Regions from separate parts of the Sus scrofa genome. Here region 2 is linked to region 1. A link is a contact called in public Hi-C data. All regions are on one chromosome and are shown on one strand. Each heading gives the region's core, a stretch centred on a gene start, on an enhancer-like site or on the middle of the called end of the contact. The rest is flanking DNA. Distances are from core to core; before and after follow the strand shown.

Region 1 (5,864 bases), core at 1,903-4,402:
GACTAAGATGTCAGGTAGCGATAACCAACCCATGTGAACTCTAATAAATCACTTCTCTTCTCCAAGCTCCAAGAAGGTGATGCAGCTCCAAGGAACGAGATGGTGTTAGAAAGACCTGCTTCCAATTCTAGCCAGACAGTGTCACTTGGAGCAGTTATCTCCTGTTGCTGAGCCCCACCATCCTACCTAAAAATGATAATAACACCTGAGAATTCAACAAAGAGAAGATACACAAAGCTCCCAGGTCAGCACCTGTTGCATAATAGGTGGTCAACCAATAGAACTTTACCTTTGCTCCTCCCTTCCTGCTGGCAAAGAACTGGGCCAAGACAAACGAGAACTAAATCTCAATCTGAGTTGGCGAGAACAGTCCAGATGAGGAAAGTCCTGAAGAGCTCAAGCTGGATGTGGCAAGAAGTAAGGGTCATTGGGCAAAGGCAAACACAGTATTTTAGGAAGACTAGCCTAGCAGTATGCTCAGAGTAGACCATAGAGGCAGGTGGCGGAAAGTTCACTGAAACGCCCAAAGGACTTTGTACCAGTTTTCACAGCACATCCATGTTGGTCATGTGTCTCTGCTCTCAGATCCACTCTGCACCTCTCTTGCTCTAACCTGCATATCTGAGGACAGCAGTTCTTGGTAACTGGCTTCCAGGTTGGATCAGCCAAAGGAGGCTAAAAGGCCTCAAGGAGGAGGAAGAAGGAAGCTGTTCTGTCCTCTCCCTGACCAAGGTACCATCTTAGGCAGTGCTTTTATCTCCTGGGAACCCCTGGCTCCAACAGGCAACCCTGGCCTCTGTGTTCCCAACTCTTCCCAGTGGCCCCAGTTCTGGGGTCTGGTAACACTTCCACCCACTATGGTCTGTCTGGTCTCAGGGTGGAAACTCCTTCAAACCATTGCCAACTGCTAGGTTGCTGTACCCTCTCCTCTTTGGCTTCTCAGTTTTACTATCACATGGGTAACAATATTATAACATAGCAAAACAGTAATATGGCTTCCTGTACTATATCATTCTTTCTATCAGAAGATTAAAAGTGGTTTATATTTCCCAACAAGGCCTTATCTAACAGAACATCTAAGTCAAAATATATCTCAGATTATTTTTGTGTGATGATGTGGGTTTCTAAATCTTAGTAAATATACAAATAAAGGATACATAATGATTGACGTCCAGTGAAGAGTAGGAGAGAAATTGAGGTCAGAATTCTCCAGCCAAAAAAATCATAAATCCATTAACCCAGGATAATTATTAATCTGGGAATGTAGTGGTACCTATGAGTGAGTCACATGTAATTTAGCATTTGCATGGGTGATCTGGAAAGGTGAATAACAAATGCAGAAATTAATGCCGCAGATGTAATTGGGAGATGTTGCAAATACCCAAAAGGATGGTGAAATGATCCAAAAAAAAAAAAAAAAAAACCCTGACAGTTACAGAAATATGGGCAGGATATGATGGTGAAACTCATCAAAATGCACAGCTGAGTTAGAACAGCAAAATGAGACACCGCCTGAAAAATCTACATTTTTCTAGTTAAGAGAAAGTAATCAAAAAACACAGATATTTCATGGGTAGGAAAGAAAGTAAGAAACGAAAAAAAGCTTAGAAGGCTGAGGAGTGACAGTGCAAACGTGAATGTAATTCTGAAATATGATGGAGGAAAAGGAGCACTATTCAGTTGAGCTTTAACTATAGACACTCCGTGGTTTTTTTGTTTTGTTTCATTTTTTAACAACAACAGCCAAATGATGTTCTCTCCCTCTCTCCAACTTCTAACCACTTCCCTCAATTTACACACTATTGATTGGATCATGCTCGAGATGCCTTATTCAATTTTGCATACCTCAATAACAAAAAGAAGAAAAATATTAAGAATTATAAGAACTCTGGGAAATAAAATCTGAAAGATAATGAGCCAGAGGACATGAGTGATAAAAGAAGCTGAAAGAGCCAGATTGGCTGAACCATCCTATTTCTAGCTCAGTCCCATAGAAAATCAGGCATATTGTGTGGGACAAACAAATTCCAATTAGTGAAACGATCTCAATGTTGACCTAATTATCTAATATCCAGCTCTCATTTTTATGGGATGAAGCCAAGCAAGTAAAGTAAATTCTTGGAGACAAAACTGCTCTTTCTAATAAGGAAAATGACTTACTCTTTCTCCATGAAGCCACAGATGATTAAAAAACAAAAGCCCAGTATATGCTTTTGTTGTTCAGTTTGAACCTTACATTCTTCTACAAGGATAACAGTGGCTTCAAAGAGTCCAGAGAGTGTGTTTCTATGTGGTGGTCCGAAAGGGTTTTCCTTTAGGGAAACTGGTTCAAAATAAGGACAAGAACTCTTAATTCTGCAAGGATACAGCCAGCCCAGTGTAGCAGCCACCAGTAAGATCACTTGCTCCAGAGTAAATTATTAGGTGAAAGAAGAATAAAGGATTAAAGCAAAACACTCACAGCTCGGTGTTAAGCTGAGCTGTTATAATCTAAGTATTCATGAGAAACCGTTTTAGAACTTCGAAGGGGGTGGGGGGAGAAGTAACTAGAGTCAACTGTAATATAGTGAGGGTCTGTCACATGATCTAATTACAGAAATGAAAGCAACCCAGGAATTATGTGGTCTATTCAAGCCTGCCGGGAGAACGAACAAAGAATATAATTATACATCAAGCCTGTTGATTAAACAATTACTATTTAAAGCAGATATAGATTTAAAATTAATTTGCTTCTGCATTCGGAGGATTTGGGGACTGAGATAAACAGTGTTTGAAGTTTAATTATCCATGCGGAAGATGAAGGGGCTCATTTCAATGTGGTTCGCCGTGCAGAGCGTTTCGGATGGCGTGAAAGGAAGGATCGGACTCGGCAGCAAGTCCCCGCGCTGCCTTGACGTGCGATTCAAGAGAGCGAGGAGGCCCGCTCAGCCTAATTGCCACAGACTGTGGTAATATCACAGAAGAGATGGCGCAATTGCAAATTAATATTTAAATGAACACTAGTTTGAAGTTTACCTGGAGGGAGAAACGCACTATCTCCAAAAGAACAGAGGAGGGCCAGCCAGAGTTCCCAACTCCACAGCCATGAGATCTAGGGAGTGGAGACCTTCACGCATGTTTGAGCAAAGAGGACATCCACCTGCCAGCTCCTCTGAATGGAGTGATTCTTATCGGAGGTCACGTGTCCAGTGTCCCAGGGCAGCACTGAGTGGTGGGGGGTGGGGTGCCGCGGTGAAAGGGTGAATTGGAGCTGGAGCGCAAGAAAATAAACAGAGACTCAAAAATTGAGAAGTTAAAGAATGACTGTTGAGATGCATGGAATCCTGTCTGTGTTCAGACATCCAAGTCCACAGGGGCAGAATTTCTGGGTGTCAACCTAACTCACTGGTGACATTGGGGAAGGTATGCTCAGTGCCGAAGGAGCCTGGAACAGAGGGTGCTGGGGCTGTGGTGGTTAGGAGAATGGGCTTGAAAATGGCCAAGCCTGAGTGGAAAGTCCAGCTATGCCCATTTCAATCTTGTGGCCTTCTCAAAGCATTTGTCTCCCCGTGTCCCCCCCCCCCCCCCCCCCGCCATCTCTTTGGTGAAATGGCTCCCATCTTCCTCCTTGGGTGGCTGTAAACGTTAAATAGGTCATGAGGGAAAACCTCAGTGTCCCCTCCCTACTGAAAACTCCCGGGGGCTCCCCACAGTTCTCTGGGTAAAGATGAATCTCTTTTGTTTATTTTCCCAATACTTTATTTTTTTTTCTACTGTACAGCATGGTGACCCGTTACACATACAATGTATACATTCTATTTTCTCACATTATCATGCTCCATCATAAGTGACCAGACGTAGTTCCCAGTGCTACACAGCAGGATTTCATTGCTAATCCATTCCAAAGGCAATAGTCTGCATTATTAATCCCAAGCTCCCAGTCCATCCCACTCCCTCCCCCTCCCCCTTGGATCTCTTTAACCTGGACTGCAAGGCCTGGGAGCGGTGGGATCCTGCCACCTCACCCACCTTCTCTTTCCCCTCCCTACCACTCTCTCTACTCCAACCACCCAGGCCTTTTTTTACGTCCTCTACTCTCTTTTCTGCTTCAAGGTCTAACCATTTACTTTTAACTCCACCTTGGAGCACTTCCCCTTCCCCCTCTTTAACCAGTTGTCATATATTCATTCTGCAGATGTCAGCTCGAGGCATCTTGGATGGAAGGTAGAAGCTCAGGCTCTGAGGACAACTCATCAGATTCAGAAGTTAAACTCTACCACCTATTACGTGTGTGACTTTTGCCCACCTAAGAGTCAGCAAAATGGGCATGCACATCAGCACCTACATCAAACAGCTGTTGTAAGGGGCACCAGGATTAATATGTGTGACAGTCTCAGCACAAAGCCAGGCCTGCAGGGAGCACTGGACAACTGCTCTTATACTCCCCAAAGGTCTCCCTTCCATGTCACTTGTCACGGTTGCAATTTTATGTTTGTGTGACTATTTCAACAGGCCTGTCTCTCCATTAGAATGGAAGCTCCACAGGGGCAGCAGTTTTCCATTGTCTAGTCCACAGTGTCAATTCAGTTCCTAGCAGAATAGACACCCAAACATTGACTGAGGGACAAACAAATGAAAATTCTGAGCATAGTGCCTGGCACATAGCAGGGCCTCATTAAATACCAGCTTTTAAATACTAACCCATTGATAGAGACAAATGATAAGTGAAAAAAATAATATTCACTTTTGCCCAGAGGTCCTCAAGTGGGAATCATTTTAGCCCCCAGGGATGTTTCATAATATCCAGATGGGAGGGGGAGAGGAATGTCTGGATGCTACTGGCATCTAGTGTACAAAGGCCAGGGAGGCTGCTAAACATTCCACAAGGTACAGGGCAACCTCGCCATGACATGGGATTTTACAGCAAGAGATGGCAGTAGTACTGAGGCTGAGAAACCCTGAATTTTGCCTTCTGTCATTTTCCCCTGATCACTTAATTCACCAGTTGAGTTACAGCAGGCACATCCAGCTTATGGTAATCATTCTAGCCTTTCATCCTGTCCACTCCCATATGTACAAGGCCATCATTGCTTCGCTTCTGTCCCCAGACTCTGTTGACCTAGCTGACCAGTCTCATTTCTTCTCAGCCATGCACCTGGTGTGAGCTTAAAATGTGAGGATGTGGGTGAGGCTGAAGAAAAGTGTATGCTCGAAGGTATCTCCCACACTGTTCCCTCTTTTGCTTCATACACGTAGTCCTGTTTTCAGCACAACTTTCAACAGAAGCCAGATGTGAGTTCCACTACTTGGCTTTTAGGATAGTGCTCTGTTTCCAGTGTCATGCTTCAAGAAAGTCCATGTGGCCAGAAAGGAGAGCAGAGCCCTTCATATATGATCTCTCACAACTAATACAGAGGTCACTCTAAGACCCAAGAGAAATTGCTCCAGTGGTAAGCCTTGTGCTCAAAACTATCAAATGTAAAAATTGCAGGGATGAATTGCTGGGTCTGAGAAAAACTAGGATAACAGGACAAAACTTCTGAAGTGGCAAGCCACCCAGATAATGTCAAATGCATCAAGACCTACCAATGCCAGAGGTAAATATAAATTTTAAAACTCAAATTTAGTTGATAGTATAAAATGACATGTTCACAGTGGTTAAAAGTATGCCAATCGGAAATTGCAAGTGTTGACAAGGATGTGCAGAAATTGGAACCCTCACACATGGTTGGCTAGAAGGCACAATTGTTCAGGCACAGTGGAAACCAGTTTAGTGGTTCCTCAAAAAGTTAAACACAGAGTCACCCTATAACTCAGCATTTATATTAATACCAGTATAAGCTAGGCATAGAAACAAAGAATTGAAAACATAGACTAAGAACATG
Region 2 (5,864 bases), core at 2,231-4,730, 110 kb after region 1:
AAGAAATGGCCCTTTCAGTTTCCTTGCTTTTGTAACAGATTCCTCGTCAGGGTGCACATGTGATTTCTTAAGGATTGGGCCAGAGGACAATTGCCGTGACACCTGCTATGCTGTGCTAATTGCCCCTCTTTTTGATAACTGGTCCATTCTCCTTGAACCCACTTTTTGACCTCCACTCTCATTTTCCTCTGTTATCTCTGGTAATTCTACCCAGATCTTTAACTAGAGAAGAACCGTCAAGCTGGCTCACAATATTATGGGCATGTAAGCTTACGTCTAACTTCCAGGACAACCACAACTTAGGCTAAAGCTGAGATTCTTGCTAGGCTAGTGGAGGCCAGTCATAATCTTGGCTCTTTAGCTCCGATTGTGCTTCCAGCTTCTTTGTCAAAAAAGATCTTCCTGGAGTTGCCCTGTGACACAGCAGGTTAAGGATCCGTAGTTGTCACTGCAGCAACATGAGTCGCTGTTGTGCCATGGGTTCAATCCCTGGCCCAGGAACTTCCGCATGTCATGGATGTGGCCAAAAAAGTAAAATATCTTCCAGAAATGAAGGTGTAAATTAACTAAAAAGGAATGAAACATCCAAAGTAAAGGGCAAGTGGGAGAGAGTAGGATGGATGAGAGTCTGGGGTTAATAGATGCAAACTATTGCCTTTGGAATGGATAAGCAATGAGATCCTGCTGTATAGCATGGGGAACTCTACCTAGCCACTTGTGATGGAACATGATAGAGGATAATGTAAGAAAAAGAATGTATATATATGTATGACTGGGTCACATTGCTGTACAATAGAAATTGACAGAGCACTGTAAATCAACTAATGTAAAAAATAAAAATCGTATTAAAAAGACAAAGTAAGTGAAAAGCTCACAAGATAAAACCTAGGACTTGAGAATCAGTTACATACCCTGGCTCTGGTATGCCACATACTTCTTTTGTGCAAATCCACACATGAAATGGCTGAATCGTGGCCAGGAATTAGTGAGGAACCACAAAGAACCACAGAAGAGGCGCCAGAGACAGCCAGTCCCACTTTTAAACATGGAAAATAAAGGGAAACTCTCAAAGGAGAGAGTGATGAATTTGATCACTACACAGGCAATAATCTAGACTTTTTTTTAATTGCAGTAGCTATTCATCTCACTCCACAGACTCAAGAAATTTGACTTTTTTGATTTTCTACGACAATGTAATTTCTCAGTCTGAGCCCTCATTTCCAGGCTAAAGGAAAATTTTAACCTCAGTCCTTTCTGAGAATGTTCCCTGGTCCCTGGGCCCCCTGTAGACCCAAGATGTGAGACAGGGAGAGGAAGGCATGGGGGTGCAGGTAGGCCATCTGCTCCCCTGGTTTCCTCTGAGACATCCCTTGTCCTTGTCCTTGTGGCCACTTTGGGTCTAGAAGTGCTAAGTCCTCATGAGACACAAATAAACTAACCCTCCCCCTAAAAGAGTACTCACTGCTAATTAATCCTGCTGTAACCACTCTAGAGAATTTTTTAATAGCAATATGATCATGGTATCTCCAATGTATCAGGATTTCAATAGAATAGTTTAAAAGGCTTTGATGATGTTTTTGACAAATGGATACATATGGCTGCATCCCAGCCTAGGTCAATATATTCATAATCCAGCTCATCAGGATAAAAGATGAGAGGCAGGGCAGGGCAGCTGCCAAGAGCACAGATTCTGAAACATGACTCTCTAGATTCAGATCCCATCTACTTCACAACTATAGAGGAGCCCAATAAAAAGTACTTAACATTTCTCCACTTCAGTCTTCTCATCTATAAAAATGAGGATGATAATGATTGTAACTTTGTGCCAGGGACTATTCATGTTCACCAAATATCTGGTGCTCTGCTTATTTATCAGTCTTCATGCAGTTAGGGGAGGTCATGTGACTAACACAGGATAATGGCATAGGGGTGGAAAAGATGTGAGCCAATTCCCAGCTTTGTCCTCAAAAACATCTGCCAGTTCCTCCATATCTACATCTCTCTGTCTGTCTCTCTCCCTCTCTCTCTCACCTTGCAATGGAGCCTCAGAGAGCACATTTTCCAAATGGCCCAGTTAAACGATAGAAACAACCCAGGTTCCCAAGTCACCACTTAAAGAGCTAGTCCTGAAGAGCTACCCACTCCGCATGGGATTATGATGTGAAAGAGAAACAATCTTACTGTTAAGATATTGGGATTTTGAGGTTCATCTACTGAGACAGCTAGAGCTAATTATCCTGCTCAATACAATAATAAAACACACATGCTCAACGGCACCTGCCAGGTAAATTGCATCAATAAATATAAGTAATAGGAGTTCCCGTCGTGGCGCAGTGGTTAACAAATCCGACTAGGAACCATGAGGTTGCGGGTTCAGTCCCTGCCCTTGCTCAGTGGGTTAACGATCCGGCGTTGCCGTGAGCTGTGGTGTAGGTTGCAGACATGGCTCGGATCCCGCGTTGCTGTGGCTCTGGCGTAGGCCGGTGGCTACAGCTCCGATTCGACCCCTAGCCTGGGAACCTCCATATGCCGCGGGAGCAGCCCAAAGGAATAGCAAAAAGACAAAAATAAATAAATAAATAAAAGTAATATTTGTTATCATCACCATCGGAATTGGGAAGGCCATTGTAGGTTTCAGAATATTTGCAGTTAAGTCCTAATTTGCTAGCTATAACAAGACACCCCCTCTCAGGACCTTATCTGATAAACAGAGATGACAGCACTAGCCTCACAACACAGACGTGTGAAAACATTTTGGAACTGATACACAAGTATTAAATAGTTTTACCAGGAGTTCCTGTCATGGCACAGCGGAAACAAACCCAACTAGTATCCATGAGGACTCGGGTTCCATCCCTGGCCTCACTCAGTGGGTAAGGATCTGGCATTGCCATGAGCTGTGGTGTAGGTCACAGATGAAGCTCGGATCCCACATTGCTGTGGTTATGGTGTAAACCAGCAGCTGTAGCTCTGATTAGACCCCTGACCTGGGAACCTCCATGTGCCATGGGTGTGGCCCTAAAAACAAAAAAAAAAAAAACAAAAAAAAAAAGAAAGAGTGTTTTACCAAATGATTGTTTAATTACTTCTGCTACTCATTTCCATACTTCTAGAATATCCTAGAAGGAGTATGCACACTTGTCCCAACAATGTCGGGCTTGGTCACATGACTTGCTTTGACCAATAGTGTGTGAAGGGATAGGGCACATCCACGTTCAAGCAGAAGCTCTAGGACTCTCTGAGTGTGGATTAGCAGCATCTCTTTTTCTCTTTGCCATGAAAAAAGGAAATCACAGGTTGGGATTTCTCCTTCTTCCTGGCCCATAAATGAAGGCAAAGAGAGTAGAGCCACAGCTGAACAAGAGTCAGCATAAGCTGTGAGTGAGAAATAAACTCTTCTTGTTGGAAGCCTCTAGGATTTGAGGACTGTTTATGACTGCAGCATAACCTAAGTAAGCTTTACCTAAATTACACATTAACCAAAGTGTATTGGCTAATGGAGTGACGTCAATGCAGACAAAGGTGTCTGGCAGTTTTCCTTCCTTGACACTTTCCTCAACAACTTTTATTTTAATCAGTGATCTGAAGGAGGAAATGGGGCTCAAGTGTGCATATGACAAAATCCTGAGGTTAATTGCTAACAAGTTTGCAAGACAGAATCAAGATCCAAAGAGAGATAAACTCAAACAATGGGGTAAGTCTAGCGAGATGTCATCTAACTAGAAGAAATATAAGATCCTCCACACAACTTCTGAATAAGGAAGATGCTAATTCTCATGAAAATAATAGGAAGTTTTATTTGAAACTCAACAGAATATAAGGCAAGAGTGTAACCATAGTTGCCAAAAAATGTATTGGATCTCAGGCTGTCTTCGTAGAAATGATGTACCCAAATTGTTAGTTTCAAGTATCTTCACAAGTGTGATCACTTTATCAGATTCCCTCTTAAAGAGTAGACCCTAAACTGAAAAGACTTAGATTTGGTTGAACTCCAGAAAAGACAGTGACAGTATCTGTCATGTGTAGGAGGGGAGAGTAGGGAAATTTAGAGGAAAGGAGAGGAAAAAAAGGAGTTCAAATATTTGAATTTAAATATTTGAAAGTCTGTCTTTTGGAAGAGACATTGGAATTATTCTGCATGACTCTGAAATACAAAACAAAGATATAGGCAGTATCCTATGAAAGCATTTTAAACAAATAGACCCTCCAAAAATTGATGTCATGCTTAGAATTTGTTGGAGAGAACACCCATGCATTAATACAAATAAGAAATGTTCTCAATGATGGCAAAAGTCTCTTCTAAATGAGAAGAATCAAAACCAATTTAGACAGGGCAGGATCAGATTAGGCCAGTGGAATACATTGGGGAGGCTATTAATAATTCACAATTTGCAGTCGATGCTGGAAAATGAATTTCACTTACCAAGGAGAAGTGCAAAATGGTTCTATTGAAGCTGATTCTCTTCCCACCAAGGTAGAGGGAAGAGGGGGACCACACAAAGCCAGGACAGCCAGTGTGCATTTAGATTTAGAAATGGGCTGATCTGCCATAGGTGGGCTTGCTCTCTCTTGTCAGCAAAACGAAGACACATCTTTGGCAAACTCTCTGTTTTAAACCTGGCATTTCCATTTTTATTTCTCTAAAACGGGTTTGGGGGATACAACCAGTCCCAACTGGTAAAAGAAAGGCAAGTGGCCAATGTAAATATTATAGCATAAGCTGAACCAGGGGAGAAATGAGAAGAAAAGATCAGTCCCTCCAAAAAAGTTCTCTCAAAATAGAAGGTCATGCCAAGGAAAGCCACAGATGCAACACCACAAGCCCAGGGGGAGTTTTAATCAGGAAAACCTGGCCTCAGGCACGCAGGCGCAAGCAGTTTCCTGCCGGCCTTTCCGTGTGCCATTTTCTGAAAGTTAGGAGACAGGAGCTCATTCACGACCAGATGGGAAAGCAATACACAAACTTCAAATGGCAGCCCTAAGAGGATTCCCATTTCTAGAGCTTTCTTCCACTTCCTCTCATAAATCTCATTCTATCTATTCTCCTGGGGCCATCGCACTTGATCTTACAGTTTCAATTACTGTCTTTAGGCTGACCACCCCTAAATCTAAATCTGCAGATTGGATCTATCAAATCAAAGGAACCAAAGACCCTTCTGCCCTCCCCCTTGGCTAAGTATCTTCCCCCTTAGATAAGGATCTCTGACACCTCCAACTTAAAATGTCCCAAATACCCACATTTATTCTCCTACCGTAGTCCCATCTCAAGGAATGATGGAGACCCTTGGCCTCGCTCAGTGGGTTAAGGATCCGGCATTGCTGTGAGCTGTGGTGTAGGTAGCAGATGCAGCTCAGATCTGGTGTTGCTGTGGCTGTGGTGTAGGCCGGCAGCTGTGGCTCCGATTCAACCCCTAGCCTGGAACATCCATATGCTGCCGGTGCAGCCCTTAAAGGCCAAAAAAAAAAAAAAAGCCTGATTTTTTTTAAGAAAGGCTATACTTCATATCAGATTTTAATTTTAATAAAAACGTGTCTATATTTAGTAAATAGCTCCAAAGATCTATATCTCAAAGCCCTGAGCTTGATAGCTATAAATGACGGACTGTCTGATAATGGGTACAAATGCCAATGAAGGTCTAACCATGCTAAAATTTGAATGACAATTGCAGTAATTTTGTCATGAAGTAGGCTAAGTTTTTAGTGGCTAAACTCTAAACCTATTTTCCTCATAATTCCTGTTATTTTTAATGCACCATTTTGCAGGAGAGATTTTTCAGGAACACACATTGTATTAAATCAGAAACATATGAGAATTTAGTAGCTAATAAAGGGATTAAAAAATAAACCACAGAAAAAAATATAGA

The links. Hi-C and Micro-C count contacts between places; a contact is called where the count stands out from the background.
Region 2: a contact with region 1 is called in a Hi-C map of liver, with 4 times the contacts expected there. The contact joins two enhancer-like sites. A contact is called at or near these places in 1 of 5 promoter capture datasets (liver), 4 of 47 Hi-C or Micro-C datasets (liver and skeletal muscle) and 1 of 2 datasets of contacts at active chromatin or transcription factors (skeletal muscle).

What each region holds. Positions count from the first base shown.
Region 1 is chr16:46,914,334-46,920,197 of Sscrofa11.1, forward strand. All of the region lies in intron 2 of LOC102159645 (a long non-coding RNA gene), which reads right to left. Among named protein-coding and RNA genes, the nearest start is that of SLC30A5, 370 kb to the right of the region's middle. Within about 2 kb of position 3,153, at least 10 of the 83 cell types and tissues checked have an H3K27ac peak or open chromatin away from gene starts, as enhancers often do. A contact at or near this core is called in liver, where this site is marked.
Region 2 is chr16:47,027,726-47,033,589 of Sscrofa11.1, forward strand. No RefSeq gene overlaps it. Among named protein-coding and RNA genes, the nearest start is that of SLC30A5, 250 kb to the right of the region's middle. Within about 2 kb of position 3,481, at least 6 of the 83 cell types and tissues checked have an H3K27ac peak or open chromatin away from gene starts, as enhancers often do. A contact at or near this core is called in liver, where this site is marked.